5 separate regions of the Mus musculus genome follow, and regions 1, 2, 4 and 5 are each linked to region 3. The links are chromatin contacts, called in public Hi-C, HiChIP or PLAC-seq and promoter capture Hi-C maps. All regions are on one chromosome and are shown on one strand. Each heading gives the region's core, a stretch centred on a gene start, on an enhancer-like site or on the middle of the called end of the contact. The rest is flanking DNA. Distances are from core to core; before and after follow the strand shown. Region 1 holds the start of Thoc3 (THO complex 3). Region 2 holds the start of Tspan17 (tetraspanin 17). Region 3 holds the start of Macroh2a1 (macroH2A.1 histone). Region 4 holds the start of Rnf44 (ring finger protein 44). Region 5 holds the start of 4833439L19Rik (RIKEN cDNA 4833439L19 gene).

What was found. Promoter capture Hi-C pulls out the DNA fragments that hold promoters and counts their contacts. Hi-C and Micro-C count contacts between places; a contact is called where the count stands out from the background. HiChIP or PLAC-seq counts read pairs in DNA pulled down with a chosen protein or histone mark. Capture Hi-C pulls out chosen DNA fragments and counts their contacts.
Region 1: a FOXA1 HiChIP or PLAC-seq map of pancreatic cancer cells shows a contact between it and region 3. The contact joins the promoter of Thoc3 here to the promoter of Macroh2a1 in region 3. A contact is called at or near these places in 1 of 39 promoter capture datasets (liver), 1 of 115 datasets of contacts at active chromatin or transcription factors (pancreatic cancer cells) and 1 of 9 other capture datasets (liver).
Region 2: a contact with region 3 is called in a promoter capture Hi-C map of adipose tissue, with 2.6 times the contacts expected there. The contact joins the promoter of Tspan17 here to the promoter of Macroh2a1 in region 3. A contact is called at or near these places in 1 of 39 promoter capture datasets (the C10 cell line) and 1 of 9 other capture datasets (adipose tissue).
Region 4: a contact with region 3 is called in a Hi-C map of erythroblasts, with 4 times the contacts expected there. The contact joins the promoter of Rnf44 here to the promoter of Macroh2a1 in region 3. A contact is called at or near these places in 3 of 39 promoter capture datasets (liver, neutrophils and pre-B cells), 3 of 484 Hi-C or Micro-C datasets (CD4 T cells, CD8 T cells and erythroblasts) and 1 of 115 datasets of contacts at active chromatin or transcription factors (pancreatic cancer cells).
Region 5: a promoter capture Hi-C map of neutrophils shows a contact between it and region 3, with 2.5 times the contacts expected there. The contact joins the promoter of 4833439L19Rik here to the promoter of Macroh2a1 in region 3. A contact is called at or near these places in 1 of 39 promoter capture datasets (neutrophils) and 1 of 115 datasets of contacts at active chromatin or transcription factors (bone marrow-derived dendritic cells).

Annotation. Positions count from the first base shown.
Region 1 is chr13:54,467,393-54,470,092 of GRCm38.p6, forward strand. It overlaps Thoc3 (THO complex 3), which reads right to left and starts at 1,448. Exons shown (of 6, transcript NM_028597.3): 1 at 1,149-1,448; 2 at 434-590. The coding sequence starts at 1,415.
Region 2 is chr13:54,787,969-54,790,736 of GRCm38.p6, forward strand. Tspan17 (tetraspanin 17) reads left to right here and starts at 1,437. Exons shown (of 8, transcript NM_028841.3): 1 at 1,437-1,713. The coding sequence starts at 1,627. Eif4e1b (eukaryotic translation initiation factor 4E family member 1B) reads left to right here. Exons shown (of 7, transcript NM_001033269.3): 7 at 1-491.
Region 3 is chr13:56,134,238-56,136,937 of GRCm38.p6, forward strand. It overlaps Macroh2a1 (macroH2A.1 histone), which reads right to left and starts at 1,313. Exons shown (of 9, transcript NM_001159513.1): 1 at 1,109-1,313.
Region 4 is chr13:54,686,557-54,689,256 of GRCm38.p6, forward strand. It overlaps Rnf44 (ring finger protein 44), which reads right to left and starts at 1,252. Exons shown (of 11, transcript NM_001146026.1): 1 at 938-1,252.
Region 5 is chr13:54,564,130-54,566,829 of GRCm38.p6, forward strand. 4833439L19Rik (RIKEN cDNA 4833439L19 gene) reads right to left here and starts at 1,253. Exons shown (of 9, transcript NM_133797.4): 1 at 1,053-1,253; 2 at 386-492; 3 at 56-143. The coding sequence starts at 83.

The sequences.
Region 1 (2,700 bases), core at 198-2,697, 1.7 Mb before region 3:
GGCATACAGAAGAATGGCTTCCAGGTAAGCCAGGATAAGGGTCTTAAAGCCCACACCCACAGTGACACGCTTCCTCCAACAAGGCCACACCTAATAGTGCCATGCCCTGGGCCAAGCCTACTCAAACTACCACACTGCTTCTTTGAACACAGCCTTTAAACAAAACGCACAACTTTCCAGATCGCCCATGGTTTCTCAGCCATTGTAACCTGCCTGAATCTCCCAAACTCTCCACGCCTCTGCACATACTACTCTTGTATAGTTTCCACTGCTCTCCTATACATCTACAGCCTGCCAGAAAAGTGCTCTGTTCTGTTCCTGTCTTCTCCAGACAGACACATACAACCCATCCTGATAACCTGCACTTGCTACAAAGATGCTTGCTGCAGATCACACTAGCTTTTCCTCCAGAACCCCCTCTCTCTGAACTCACCTTTCGTATTCACAGTGGCGATGCATTTTGTAGTCCTCACATCCCAGATGCGAATGGTTTTATCTCCAGATGCGGTGACAAAGAGGTCAGGGTTGCTTGGGTGCCAACAAAGCTGGTCCACACTATCTCCGTGGCCCCGGTAGTTGTTTTCTTTGACCTTAAAAGAACAGAATCCAGATGCCACTTTTATCCAAACAGTGGTGCCTTGAAACCAGCAAAGATCTGGATAATTCAAAACAGAAATCTAATTCTTTTTCCAAAACTACAACACCCCCTCCCCCCCCCCCCCATGAACCTCTCTGAGCTTTGACATTGGCCCTTCCTGGCCTCCCTTCTTTCTTTTTCCACCACCACCTCAACCAACCTGTCCTGCGCTATCATTTTCAAATAAAGCCTTCCTCTCCACCCTAGGGGCTCTACCACCCCATTAGTCCCTAGCCACTCGTCACCAGGGCTCTTCTAGACCCTCACCACTTTCTGCCACCTGACTTCAACCTCCCCCGGCCCGCAGCCACGTCGCCACACCTCTTTACTGCCACTAAGTTCGCTCTCTGCTCTCCGCCAGGCAGCCTCACCCCCTTCGTCATTCCAACTCTTCCAGCCCCAAACCCCTTCCTCATCACCGCCAACGACAGGCCATACCCCTACCTCTCCTGCTTTTTCTCCCTCCGCACACAGCCCTCTTCTCCGCCAAGCCCGTGCCCTACAAGCTCACCAGCCGGTCCTTCTCCAGCAAGAACACGCTGGCAGTCTTGTCGAAGGACCCCGAGGCCAAGCGACGGCCATCGCAGCTCCAGGCGACCGAGTGCACCTTAGCACTGTGCGCCGGGAATTCGCGCGTCTTGCTGTGGCCTCGGAAGAGCTCCTGCATCCCGAGCACGTAACGAGACGGGCCACTGCTCACTGAGCACCAGGGCGCCATCGAGCCGGGGCCGCTCTGGCCGAGGGCCGAGGGGCCCAGGACCGCAGCGGGCGCCGCCATGCCTCCCTCCTCACGGACCGCGCGCCGGAAGCTGGATACTCTGAGTCTGGCGCCGTCGCCCTGCACATGCGCCGAAAAAGCGCCGCGTCGCTCCGCGCTGGCGCCTCTCACTCGCGGAACTACAAATCCCGCCATGCAGCGCGCGTCCACCTTTCCCTTTTGAAATAGGACTGATTCTTCCTTAAATTCGCTTTTTTTTGTTTGGTTTGTTTTGTTTTGTTTTGTTTTCGAGACAGGGTTTCTTTGTTTGTTTCCTGGCTGTCCTGGAACTCACTCTAGACCAGGCTGGCCTCTAACTCAGAAAACTGCCTGTCTCTGCCTCCCAAGTGCTGGGATTAAAGGCGTGTGCCACCACTGCCCGACTTGCTTCCCTCCCCCTCCCCACCCCCCACCAAGAGTTCAACTTTTTTTTTAAATGGTCTTCTTACCAGTTTCTTGGTAGCCTTGCTTATTCAAAAAAGAGAGTCAAGATAAATCCTCCAGTTTACCTGCATGTAAAATATCTTTTTTCTAGAGTTGTTTTTCACTGTAAGGTCCTCATCGTGCCCTTAAAGCAAAAGGCCATTGCAAGTTGTCGCTCCTGGAGAAAGGTTAGATGTTTGTGGAATGAAGGAATTGATAAGAAATGTGGGTTTGAGCCGGGCGTGGTGGCGCACGCCTTTAATCCCACCACTCGGGAGGCAGAGGCAGGCGGATTTCTGAGTTCGAGGCCAGCCTGGTCTACAACGTGAGCTCCAGGACAGCCAGGGCTATACAGAGAAACCCTGTCTCGAAAAACCAAAAAAAAAAAAAAAAAAAAAAAAAAAAGAAAAAAAAAAGAAAAAAGAAATGTGGGTTTGTCGGTTGGACTTGGGAAAAGTTGTTCGGTTAATTTGAGATTTGGTTTGTTCGGGGGTTTTGTTTTTGTTTTTAGTTTTTGAAGACAGGGCTTCTCAGTGTATCCCTGACTGCCCTGGAACTCACTCTACAGACCAGGCTGGCCTCGAACACACAGACATCCGCCTGCCTCTGCCTCCCAAGACGTTTTTCTGTCTTTTGATCTTGGTTGTTAAAGGATATTGTATATACATGATAGTAAACTAAAAGAAAATAGCGGAAAGTACAATGACCATTTTGTGTGCCATGCTCACATCTCTGATCCTCCCACTTATGTCTCTGTTAAACCAAAAGATACCCGGGTGGAAAAAAACAATGGTGCACAGCCAGGATTCGCCAAGCACTGGAGAAGAACTGTGCAGGGATAGGGGACACCAGAGGAATATATCCAACAAATATTCGTGTGAAA
Region 2 (2,768 bases), core at 187-2,686, 1.3 Mb before region 3:
TCCCTGGACCAGTTGTGATTGGGTTCTCCCTCCCTCCCTCTTTCCCTCCCTCCCTCTTTCCCTCCCTCCCTCTTTCCTTCCTTCTCTCCCTCCCTCTCTCCCTCCCTCTCTCCCTCCCTCCCTCCCTGTCTCCCTGCCTCCCTCCCTCCCTCCCTCCCTCTCTCCCTCCCTCCCTCTCTCCCTCCCTCCCTCTCTCCCTCCCTCCCTCTCTCCTCCCCCCCCCCTTCAAGTATGGACTAGGTTAGAGAGGAATTTGTGTAAAGACAGGTAGGACTGGGAACTGGGAATGCCCTGCACAGCCTTCCCATCTGAAGACAGTCCTATGGATTCTGTGTGTCTCCTCCTGCTGAAATGATGGATGGATAAACCTTCATGAGTGAAGAGATTACAGTGGTAGTTAGGCTTCACCGTGGTCTTGTTAGGAGGGATTCACTTGATGCTGATGATGCTTAAGGCCCTTTCTGTATCTAAATAAACACTTCTGGAACAAACTTGGAATCTAAATATTTAAGATCAGACGTACCTAAACCTGCATCTGCTCTGTCCTGTTTTGCATCAGAAGGACTCTGGTGAATCCCAGGTATCAAGGCAGTCAAGTAGGTATGGGACAGGGCGACCATAGGAATAGGCAAAACAGAACAGGCGTGGCATGGCACGCCAGCCTGTTTGTATTCAACTACACTGTGTGTGAATGCATGGCACTGTTCATTGGTCCCACTATTCCCAACCACTTATCCCTGGGGAGTGGACTCCTCTGGTTCTTGAATCTTAGACTGGAGATCCACTGTAATTATTCACACTTGGCTCACCAGCTTTGCCAGTTGGCTCATCTGGGGCCTCTGGAGGACTTGGGGAACTTGAGAGAAGCTAACTGGAGGACGGACTTAGAGAGGAGACGGGGACTCTTCAGAGGTGGGGGTTGCAAGGGGTTGAGTGTGACTGGGGTGTAGCCAAAGCCTGGCCCAGAGGCAGGGTCTTGGGGAGAAGTGAGACCTGTGGACCATAAAAAAAAAAAAAAGACGGATGTCTTGGGCGTGGCTCCAAGAAGGCCGACTGTGGCTCAGAACTGAGGCTGAGTAGGGCGGAGCTCCAGGAGGACTGAGGCCGGTTGGAGGCGGGGTTTGGGGCTCATCAGAGGCGGGACCCGGTTTAGAGGCGGAGCTCGAGAACAGAAGTTAGCTAGGGCAGAGCCTTGGGCGGGGCGTAGGCGGGACTGCGGGAGGACAGCGGCTAGGCATGGGCGGAGCCTGAGAGGATTAAGCCCGGCTGGGGGCGGAGTCGTGGTTATGGGCGGGGCCCGTGAGGACTGAACTTGACTGGGACGGGGTCGTGGGCGGGGCTCCAAGAAGACCGAGCCTTGCTGGGGCGGGGTGTGGACTGACACTGTGGGCGGGGCCGGAGCGCTGTTGGAGGGCGGGGTCGGATGAGGGCACCGCACTCCGGGTGTGGCTGTCCGAGCGCCGTGGGCGGTGCCACAGCGGGCGGGGCAGCCGGTGAGCTGTGTGGCTTTGACCATGAAGCCGCAGCCACCGGGCTAGGCCCGGGGCTGCTCCAGGCCTGGGCGGCCCGCAGAGGGCTGGGCCGGTCACCGGCTCGGGTTCCCGGGACGGCAGGTGGCCGCTCACCATGCCCGGCAAGCACCAGCAATTCCAGGACCCTGAGGTCGGCTGCTGCGGGAAATACTTCCTGTTTGGCTTCAACATTGTCTTCTGGGTGAGCGCGAGTCCGCTTCTCGCTCTGCGCTGAGGATAGGGGTTAGGGAGTCTCAGTTGCTGGTGAGGGAGATCCCGTCTCAGGAGCTTGCGACCAGGGACTGTCCCCCACCCCCTCCACCCCGATGCCCCGTCCCCAACTATTCTGGGGAGCTACTGGGATAGCTGGGGGGCGGGACCCAGTCCCAGCAGGAGGTGCTGGGAGTCTCTCTTTGCAGCCCCAAGTTTGGGCGAAAAAGGGGGCGGCGTTTGCCGGAAGACTGCAGGGGCGCGGTAGTTGCGGACCAGCCCCGCCCCGCCTCCCGGCCACTCCAGCTCCCAGCATGGTGCGGTGAGGTTCGCGAGGCTGGGTCCTAGCCCCGAGTCTACCCTACAGACGCTCAGAAGCTTGTGAGCCAGGAGGTTAGGAGAGAGGAAAGCCAAGGCCTCTGCCTCTGCAGGGAGAGGAGCTCCAGTTGAGAACAGGGAACTGTCCCTTGGGAACAGAATTCAGCATTCCATAGCTGACCAAACAAACAGAGGCTTCCTTCTGTGTGGCATCTGTGTCCTGGTCCTGCCAAGTCATCTTTCTCTTCTCCCTCCCCCATCCTATCGCCAAAGCCGGGCTGTGCTTGCTGTCCTTTATGCCAGGCCTTTCCCACTTGCATTCAGCAGGATTCAGCGGCTCTGTTCTCCACCCACGAGCCGTCGGGTTTGCCCTGTGGTGGGTGTCCTTGGATGTCAGCAGTCTTCTGTTCTGTAGGGTGTGGGCAGCTACAGGGAGCGCTGGCCTGGAAGTCAAAGGGCCTGAGTGTAGCAGGCCTTGTCCAGAGGCTTTTGGGCGAGCCTCTTTGCTCTCTGGGCTTTAGCTTTCCAGCCTTGGAGGAGCCAGTATTGGAGTTTATCCTTCTGGGTTGTTAGATTAAACGAGAGTTTTTTGTTGTTGAGACAGGGTCTCACTCTAGCCCATTCTGGCTTGCAATTTGCTGCAGTTTTCCTGTCTGAGTTTCTTGGGTGCTGGGATTACAGGTGTGAGCCATCACACCCAGCTTAGTAACACATGAATTCTGATGAGGC
Region 3 (2,700 bases), core at 63-2,562:
TTTCAAAACTGGGACTCCATGCTGCAGTGTCTACAAACAAAACACTTCCTCTCTTTTAACAGTAAAACCTCAAACCACAGAGGTGTCAGCAAGAGGGAAACCGAAGAGGAGAACCCCTCTAATTGTCTATTCTTCTAAGCTGTTTTATTAGATCGTTAAAATCTTACAAAGACTTCATAATGATTGTAATTGTTGGAGACGAGATCTGCCTCAACTGCTTGTTCAAAAGTTACACCGTCAAACCTAGAAAACACTTTCCCCTGCATTTCTTCAAAGACTCTTTCAAGCAATCTTCTGCCCAGCAGTGAGATATCGGTGGTCTCTGCAGGAGTGGGCGCTGGGCTCAGCATCTTGCACACCTGTTGTCAGGTGACACCGTCAGCAGCATCCCGCGCCTCCCATCTCTACTCACCCCACCCCCAGAGACTCTCAGCTGTCCCTCTGCGCGCGGGGAGCCTCCAGTCTTCCAGAGTCACCTTAAAAATAACACCTCCCCAGCACAAAGCAAACAAAAGGCGAGCGAGAGCCGCGGGGCTTCCATAGCTCCTCTCCAGCCCGCCCCGGCCTGGGATTCCGTCCGCGAGTGGTCCCCAGGCCTCGCCTGCTCAGGCCTCGCGGCGGGTGCCCCACCAGCCGGCCTCACAACGGCCTGTGGCTCGCGCCCCACTTTATTGTGCCCGGGAGGGCACGCGCGGGCCGGCGGCGCACGAGCAAGTAAACTCTGAGCACAGCAGCTCCGGGCCCGGGCGGAACGGCTGGTCACGGCCTCCGGGCCTCGGTGCCCTCGGGCCCACGCCATCCCTGGCTCTCCCTCCCGGGCAGAGGGGGAGACCCGATCAGCCCCTTGCCCACAAAGCGCCCCGGCGGGGGTAGGGGTGCGTCTCCGAGCGAAGTTGGTTTCCGGGTTTGCTTTCCGAACAAAACCATCCGGACCCGCACGCTGCCCCGGGCAGGGCCTTGGCGGACTCCGGGCGGCCCGAGGTCCGAGGGTAACCGCCGGAGCTTCCCGGGCGCCAGGCAGTGCCCCGCGCGCGGCAGCAGTCGGGCGCGCGGGGCCCAGACGGGGCGGACCGGCAGCCTGCGGCTCCGAGGCCCGCGCGGCACTTACCGGGCGGCTGCACGGTGAGGGGCCCGAGGCCGGTCGGCCGCTTGCGCCGGTCCGCTCCGCACTCCTGCCTGGCCGCCCACGCCTCCTCGCTTCCCGCCCGCGCGTCCCGCGCTCGCGCCCTCCGCCCGGCTCCGCTGGAACCAGTGAACTGGAACCACTCGCGGCGGCCCCGGGATTCCCACAATGCACAGCGCGCCGCTCGTCACATCCCTTCCCGGCCTCGCGCGTCCGGCCACCCCTCCCCGCGCCACTCGGCGCCCCGGCCTTGACCCCGGCCTGCCTCGGGCCGCGGACGCCAACGACGCCAGCCTCGGTTGTACCCAGGCCTTGGTGCTCTGCGCCGCCCCCCCCCCCCGCCCCCAGGCATCGGTCTGCGCGCGGGAGCTGCAGGGGTCCGGCCTCAGAAAGGTGCCTGTAGGTAGCGCGGCTCTGCAAGCGTCTGCTGTGAGCACCTACTGTGTGTCTGGTGTCCCCTTGTCCCCAGTAGCCTCGTCCACAAAGAGGGAGGGTAGAACAATTGCTGTGACCAGGGATCTTCTTCTGCCCGGTCAGCACCAACTCCGCGCCTCAATCCAGCCTCCTGACTTTTTAAATACAAGGCAGCTGTGTGCCCCAAGATCAGCTACCGTAGCTCAACTCCCTTGATCAGTGGGATTCTACAGAGCTGGCCTCAAAGTCTGGTCTTGCTTTGCTCGTGGAATCGGTTAGCTACCTCCACCAAGCAAACGTTTGTTGACTACTGGCTCCAAGTGGAGACTTACTGATTTAAACAGTTGATACTTTTATTACATATTAAGGTGGTGGGGTGGGTGTCAGCCAGAGAAAGGGCAGCAACATCTATCCACAAAACTAAAGACTCTCCTTCAGGCCCAGGCTACACTAGAATATTAGCAGGTTTTTGGTTTGTGACCCTTTAACAGCTGGGCCATCTCTCCAACCCTAGCGCATTTTATAGACACAAAAAGCATTGTCTAAAGCCCCTGGCCCATGCATTCATTATTTCAAGTAAATATCTGGGACATTCTGCACACCATGCATAAACTTGAGTGTAGTTGTGAAATGGTGAACAGAACTGGCAACTCCCACCCCACCCCACTCCACCCTACCCCCATCCCGCTTTCCTGGAGCTTACAGTCTGGTGGGAAAAGAAAGGCAAGAGACAAAGGAATCACACATTACAGAGTATAAATTCTCAGAGGAAACAAGGTAGGAAAAAAAAATCCTAGGAAAGGTAAGCAGGGGTGTATTTGGTAGTCTTGAGGCTGAAGAGATGGATGGCTCCGTGTATAACAGCACTTCGTGCTCTTGCAGAGGGCCAGGATTCTGTTCCCAGGATTCATTTGTGTGGTCCTGATAACTCCACTGGGGGGGGGGGGGGGGCTCCAGTGCACTCTTCTGACATCCATGAATATCAGGCACCACGGGGTGCACATACACACAAGTAGGCAAAACACTCAAACACACAGAATAAAGTAAGTCCATCTAACCTTTTAAAAAGAGCGAGTTTCAGTAAGAAAGAAACATTTCTGGAAAGGCCTGAGGGAGTAGAGGGAGCAAGCAAGCCATGGAACGGGTACTGAGGAGGAGTACTC
Region 4 (2,700 bases), core at 2-2,501, 1.4 Mb before region 3:
ATCCATAAAGTTTGTGTAAACTCCCCTAAGTCTATCTCTTGTCCCCATGGGTCCACAACCCCGCCAGCCAAGTACAGAGTCCCAAGCACACATTCTAACCCTTGAGTAGAGTCGAATAGGGTCGGTTTGCAGAAAGATTCACTCCCTCTAGCAGACGAGCAGGCTTAGGTGGGAATACAAGTTCCCCTACCCTACATGCTCGCCGTACCTCCCTCTAAGTAGGAGCTTCCCAACTCCCACAAAGGCCGAGGAGGCGATTTAGGGCGGAACCACCACACCTTGGCCAGCTTAGACTCCCTGGGTGACCTTGGTTAAAGAACCCCTTTAGTTTCGGCTAAGCCTTATTAACAATAGAGACTGAAATCTCCCCAGGGCGCCCCTAAAAAAGCCACAGACAAGAAACTAGGTGTTCACATTATGGGGAAGGAAAACAAAGTCCCAGAGGATAAGGCTCCTCCCCAAAGCAGGCCGTGGGGCTCCAGCAGTTTTCCAAAGCTACCCCTCCTTGGGGATGGGACCGAAGCTCGTACACCTGTCTCAGGAGGGGCCTCCGTTGTTCCCCTTACTCCGTAATGCCGCACTCGGAGGAACACTGAGGGGAAAAGGCAGGCAGCACCGCTGGGGCTAGAGCGCTGTGACTTTAAGAGCCGAGGATCCCGGACCATGTGCTCGGCGTGAGACAAAAGCAACAACAAAGGAAGTGGCGGCTGCAGGGGGAGGGGTTGGCTCCTTCCCCTCCACCGCAGCGCTCTGCAAGGCAGAAGAGCGGCCCGGACTAGGTAGCCGCAGGCAGCACCTGGCCCGGGGGCCCCGCCGCCGTCTCCCACCACTCCCTCAGCCCGGGATCGACGCCTACGAGGCCGGCAAACAACGCGTCCCCGAGGGAGCCGTAGTTCCGGGGTGCGGGTCCGAAGTTAAGAGGCCCGGCCCGACTCACCGGCAGCCGTCCGACCACACGCGGGCTCCTTTGTTCGCGATGCGGGGTGCGGACGGTGAAGCGCCCGCTCCTTCGCGAGCCTGCTCTGTCTTCCGCCTCCCCAGCCCGGGCCCGAGAGAAGGGCGGCGCAGGACGCAGCTGTGCTCTCCGGCGGGCTGGCCCTTTAAGAACTGTCCGCGGCGGCCGGATGGAACCAGCCCCACGTTTTGATTCACAACATTCGGATCGGCGGGGGCGCGCAGCGCGGGAGGCGGCTCGCGGGGGCGCGCCAGGACGCGCAAGCAAACAGTAGCGGCAAGAGCGGACACCCGCCCCGCCCCGCAGGCCCCGCCCCGCAGGCCCCGCCCCGCGCCGCGCGTCGGCCAATCGCGTCCTGCGGGCGGCACGTGACTAGCGGGTCGCCATCTTGAAAGGCTGGCTAAAAAAGCCTCTTCGCCCCCACCTCATACTTCAAAGCCCACAAGGCCGAGTCGCAGGTGATGAGCGGTGCGAGCCCAGGTACGGGGACCGTGGCACGCACTAACAGGTCAAGGTTACCTTCTTAGGGCCGCGGCCTCTGTGGGGCACGCAGCCTCTCACGCAGCCGAGGTGAGAGGACCGCTCTTAGCTCGGCAAGCACACTTCCCGGAGATGACGTCACCACAAGCCCGGCAGGCCTGCGATGACCTCATAGCTCACCTCGCCTCTCTACTCGCTCGCTTTCTGTTCCGTTAGACGGCGCCTTTAAACAGCTGGGACAACCCAGGGCTGAAGAGACCAATGACTGAGGAGCCATGCAAATGATTTAACGTCTCCTGGGTAGGGGGATTGGTCTTGCGCGTGCTGACGTCACAGAAACATCTCGGCACCCCGCCCCTAGCGCGGCCCGGGAAAAGGGGTGGAGAGGCTCTAGTTCAGCTGAAGTGGGAAGAGTTGGGATCTCCTGAACCAGGCCCAGGGAGGTTTCTGCAGTTTAGTTCTCTAAGCTTCTCAACGACTGAGAGCCTAGGGATCAGGACAAGCAAGCCACTGTACCGGAAAGAAGAGTCACTCCTCCAGGACCGGCGGATCAATAGTTCGAGAACAGCCTGGTCTACATAGCTACAGAGACCTTGTCTTCAAAATACAAGCAACAAAAATATCACACACCCAGATAGTAACACAGCTGAGGCGAGAGAGGGGGCAGACGTCGGTGTCCCCTTAGGATGCCCCCCCCCCCCCCGGCCAGGCAAACATACAAAGTGGGGTATGGTGTGTCTGCATCGATTATATAAGCAGAACATCACCATTACCTAAAGCACTCATGTCTACTAGGCCGGTCTGTAGTAACTGGACTACTACAGAGTCCACCAACCCAGAACAGGATGTCAGTAGAAAATGGCAACATTTGTTAAACCTCTGTGGCTACAGATGGGTGACACTCTGTACTTTGTGGATGCATCCCATAATCCCAAATATTTAAAAAACAAACCAATTTACTAACAAGGTGTAACAATATTATCAATTTCAACTGAATATTGTATCAGCATACAGTGGGAAGTGATTTGGGAAAAGACACAGGAATTCTCATTAGGGTGCACCTGTTCAGGAGGGCAGATTTGTTTTTTGAGACAGGGTTTCTCTGTATAGCCCTGGCTGGCCTCAGAAATCCACCTGCCTCTGCCTCCCAAGTGCTGGGATTATGCCACCACTGCCCAGCAAGGAGGGCAGATTTTTAAATTTTTCTTTGTATTACTATTGTTTTTGTGTGCTTATAAACATAATCTCCTCTATCTCAGGCAGCC
Region 5 (2,700 bases), core at 3-2,502, 1.6 Mb before region 3:
TCTCTGGGGGATGTGGGTGGGGGTACAGACTTAACCAATAAGAACTTAAGTTTACCAGGCACTTCTGGTTGTCTTGAAGCCATTGAAAGACAGGGATCCAGGTGTTTTTTTCTATACGTAATTCGGAGCTGAGTCCCTTCCACCTAATAAAAATAACATAGGGCATTTTCTTATGTTGCACAGCAGAGGGTCATTCCAGTGCTCTGACAGACACGCAGAGACTTATGGCTGGTAAGTAAGGTTGACACATACACACGCTAGAACCAATGAGTGACAAACACACCCCCGGAAGGATAAAGTCCACTAGTTTGCCAGTATCCTATGGCTGGCTCCTCTGAACACCCGAGAGGAGAAAGCCAAACCTCAGTTTAGACAGACACCTTACCACAGTGAAATGACGCCGGACTATGCAGACAGACAGATGTTAATGAGGAGCATTGCCCAGCTTCTGCAAATTAGCGAAGCTTCTGAGGAAGGGTCCATCCAGAGGCTCTAAGTAACAATAAACAAGCAAGGTTGGTACAGCGCCCCTAAGTCCACCGAACATCCGACCACTCCCCAGCCGGATTACATAGCAGCCTTTCCCCTTGGCAGAAATGAGCTATGCCAGCATAGAAGACCAACTCGGCATCACTAAAAGTCATCGCATTCTCACACAACCCTTGTCTTGAAAACAAACCCGCGGCGCTGCACAGCAGGCATTATTGGTCCAGATTTTTGTTCAAGTTCACTGCGGTCCTAGGGACATCCGCAAGCCAGACACACGCCCTTTCCCTCTCCCTTAGCGACCCCAAGCCCACGACTCTCTCGCAGGAGGTGCAAAACAAAGCCTCTGAGATGTGTAAAGCCAATCCCGACCTTCCCACGGTCCCACCCCTCAAGGCGAAGCCGGCTGGTTCGCAGCGAGCAGATGCTCCGAGGCTCACTGTGCGGGTCTTTCTGGTGTCCCTCGAGCCCCGCTAGGGTGGAACAGAGCCCCCCTCCAGGCCCCCCAGGCCGCGGCGCCCCGGAACTCAGGCTGCCCCCAGCTCCGCCAGGCCGCGGTCGGTTACCTGCTCGCCCGCCGCCTGCGGCCCGACTTCCCGCACTAAAGAGGCTCCGAGGCTCCAGATGGCCCAAGAGGCTGCTGGGCTGAACAGAGCAGAGCCATCGTGAGAGCGCGACGAACGCTCCCCTACGGAGGACAGTCGCCGGCCGGCAACCGAACCCCCAAACCACCCCGAGACTGTCGCAGGTCGCGCGAGACCTGACTCGAAGATCCGCGGGGCATGCTGGGAGTTGTAGTCCGAGATCTGAGCGTGCCTCCGTACCCACCACCACCGGAACACCTCCCTGTAGGTTGAACTCTAAAAGGGAATTCCACGGGGTTCCCAGAAAGGAGGTCACCTGTTTCCAGCACTTCCTCTGCGCTTTTTACTTGATTACAGAATTGTGGCACTTGGAGGCTGAGGCAGGAGCATTGCCTGAATCAAGGAGTGTGGTGGGGGCTGAGGATGAGAAGGGGGGAAAGAATGAAGATTGATGGCTGGAGATGGTTCAGTTAAAACAGTAATTACTGCACTTGCAGATGACCTGGGTTTGTTCCCAGCACCCAGGTTTGGTATCTCACAACCTCTTGTAGTACAGCTCCCAGGGTCTGCTGCCCTCTTCTGGCTCCCAAGGACACCGCAGTCGGTCTCCCATTCCCACATACTTGAATTTAAAGGGGGGAGACCCATCCCCCACTTTGCCAGACTCTCATTGCTTTATCAGGAAAGCAAGCTCAGGCAGCCTGTTAGCAGGTGGTGGCTTCTTGCAGGAAGCTGCAGATGTGGCACACAATAGACTTTACCTAGATTGGAAGACTCCACCCTAGGTGGGCTAGCCAACTGTGGCAGAAACAAAGTCTGATTCTGCCTGCTCAAGGCTGGGGGGAAGGGCACAGTTCAATGAACCATGAAGCCAGGTAGGCGCCTTCGTGGGTCGTGACCCACAGGTTAAGAACCACTACCATACCTCCCACACACAGAGAGGATCTGATAGTTAATCTTTCTCCCTTTAATTAGCAGTGGAGTCAGGCGGGCTCCACACTAGTACAGGACTAAATACAGGAGCATCCGCCTCCCCGGAAATGGATAATAACTATGAGAAAAGTGGACCTGGAGAGGTAGCCACTCAGAGGTCTCAAAAACACTTCCCTGCTCTGCTCCATGAGAGAAAGCTGAAAACACCCACACTCAACTCTGCTCCAAGTCCAAGGTTCACTGTCCGCTCAGGAAGAATCGGAGGGTGTTAAAAGATGGGAATACATTTGACTTTGCTTGCATTCTGTTAGGACCAAGACTGGGCCAGGAATTCATGTCTTCTGTAAGCTGTATACTTCATTTGTGAATAACACACTTGATTTGCAGTGTGACACTTGAAAAAGTATTCCCAGTGTTTTTACTTTACTGCTCCTGGGAGGAAAGGGTGCAGATCAATTCTCACATAAAAGGTTAAACATGGGGACGGAAGTGAAGGCTCCTCAATGGAGAACACTGGCTGCCGTTCCAAAGGACCCAGATTCAATTTCCAGCACCCATAGGACAGCTCACAGCTGCTTATCACTCTTCATCCAAGGGGTCCAATGCCCTTTTACAGCCTCAGCATGTGAATGACAGACAGGCACACATCTATGCAAGCAAAACAAACACAGGGCTGGAGAGATGGCTCAGTGGTTAA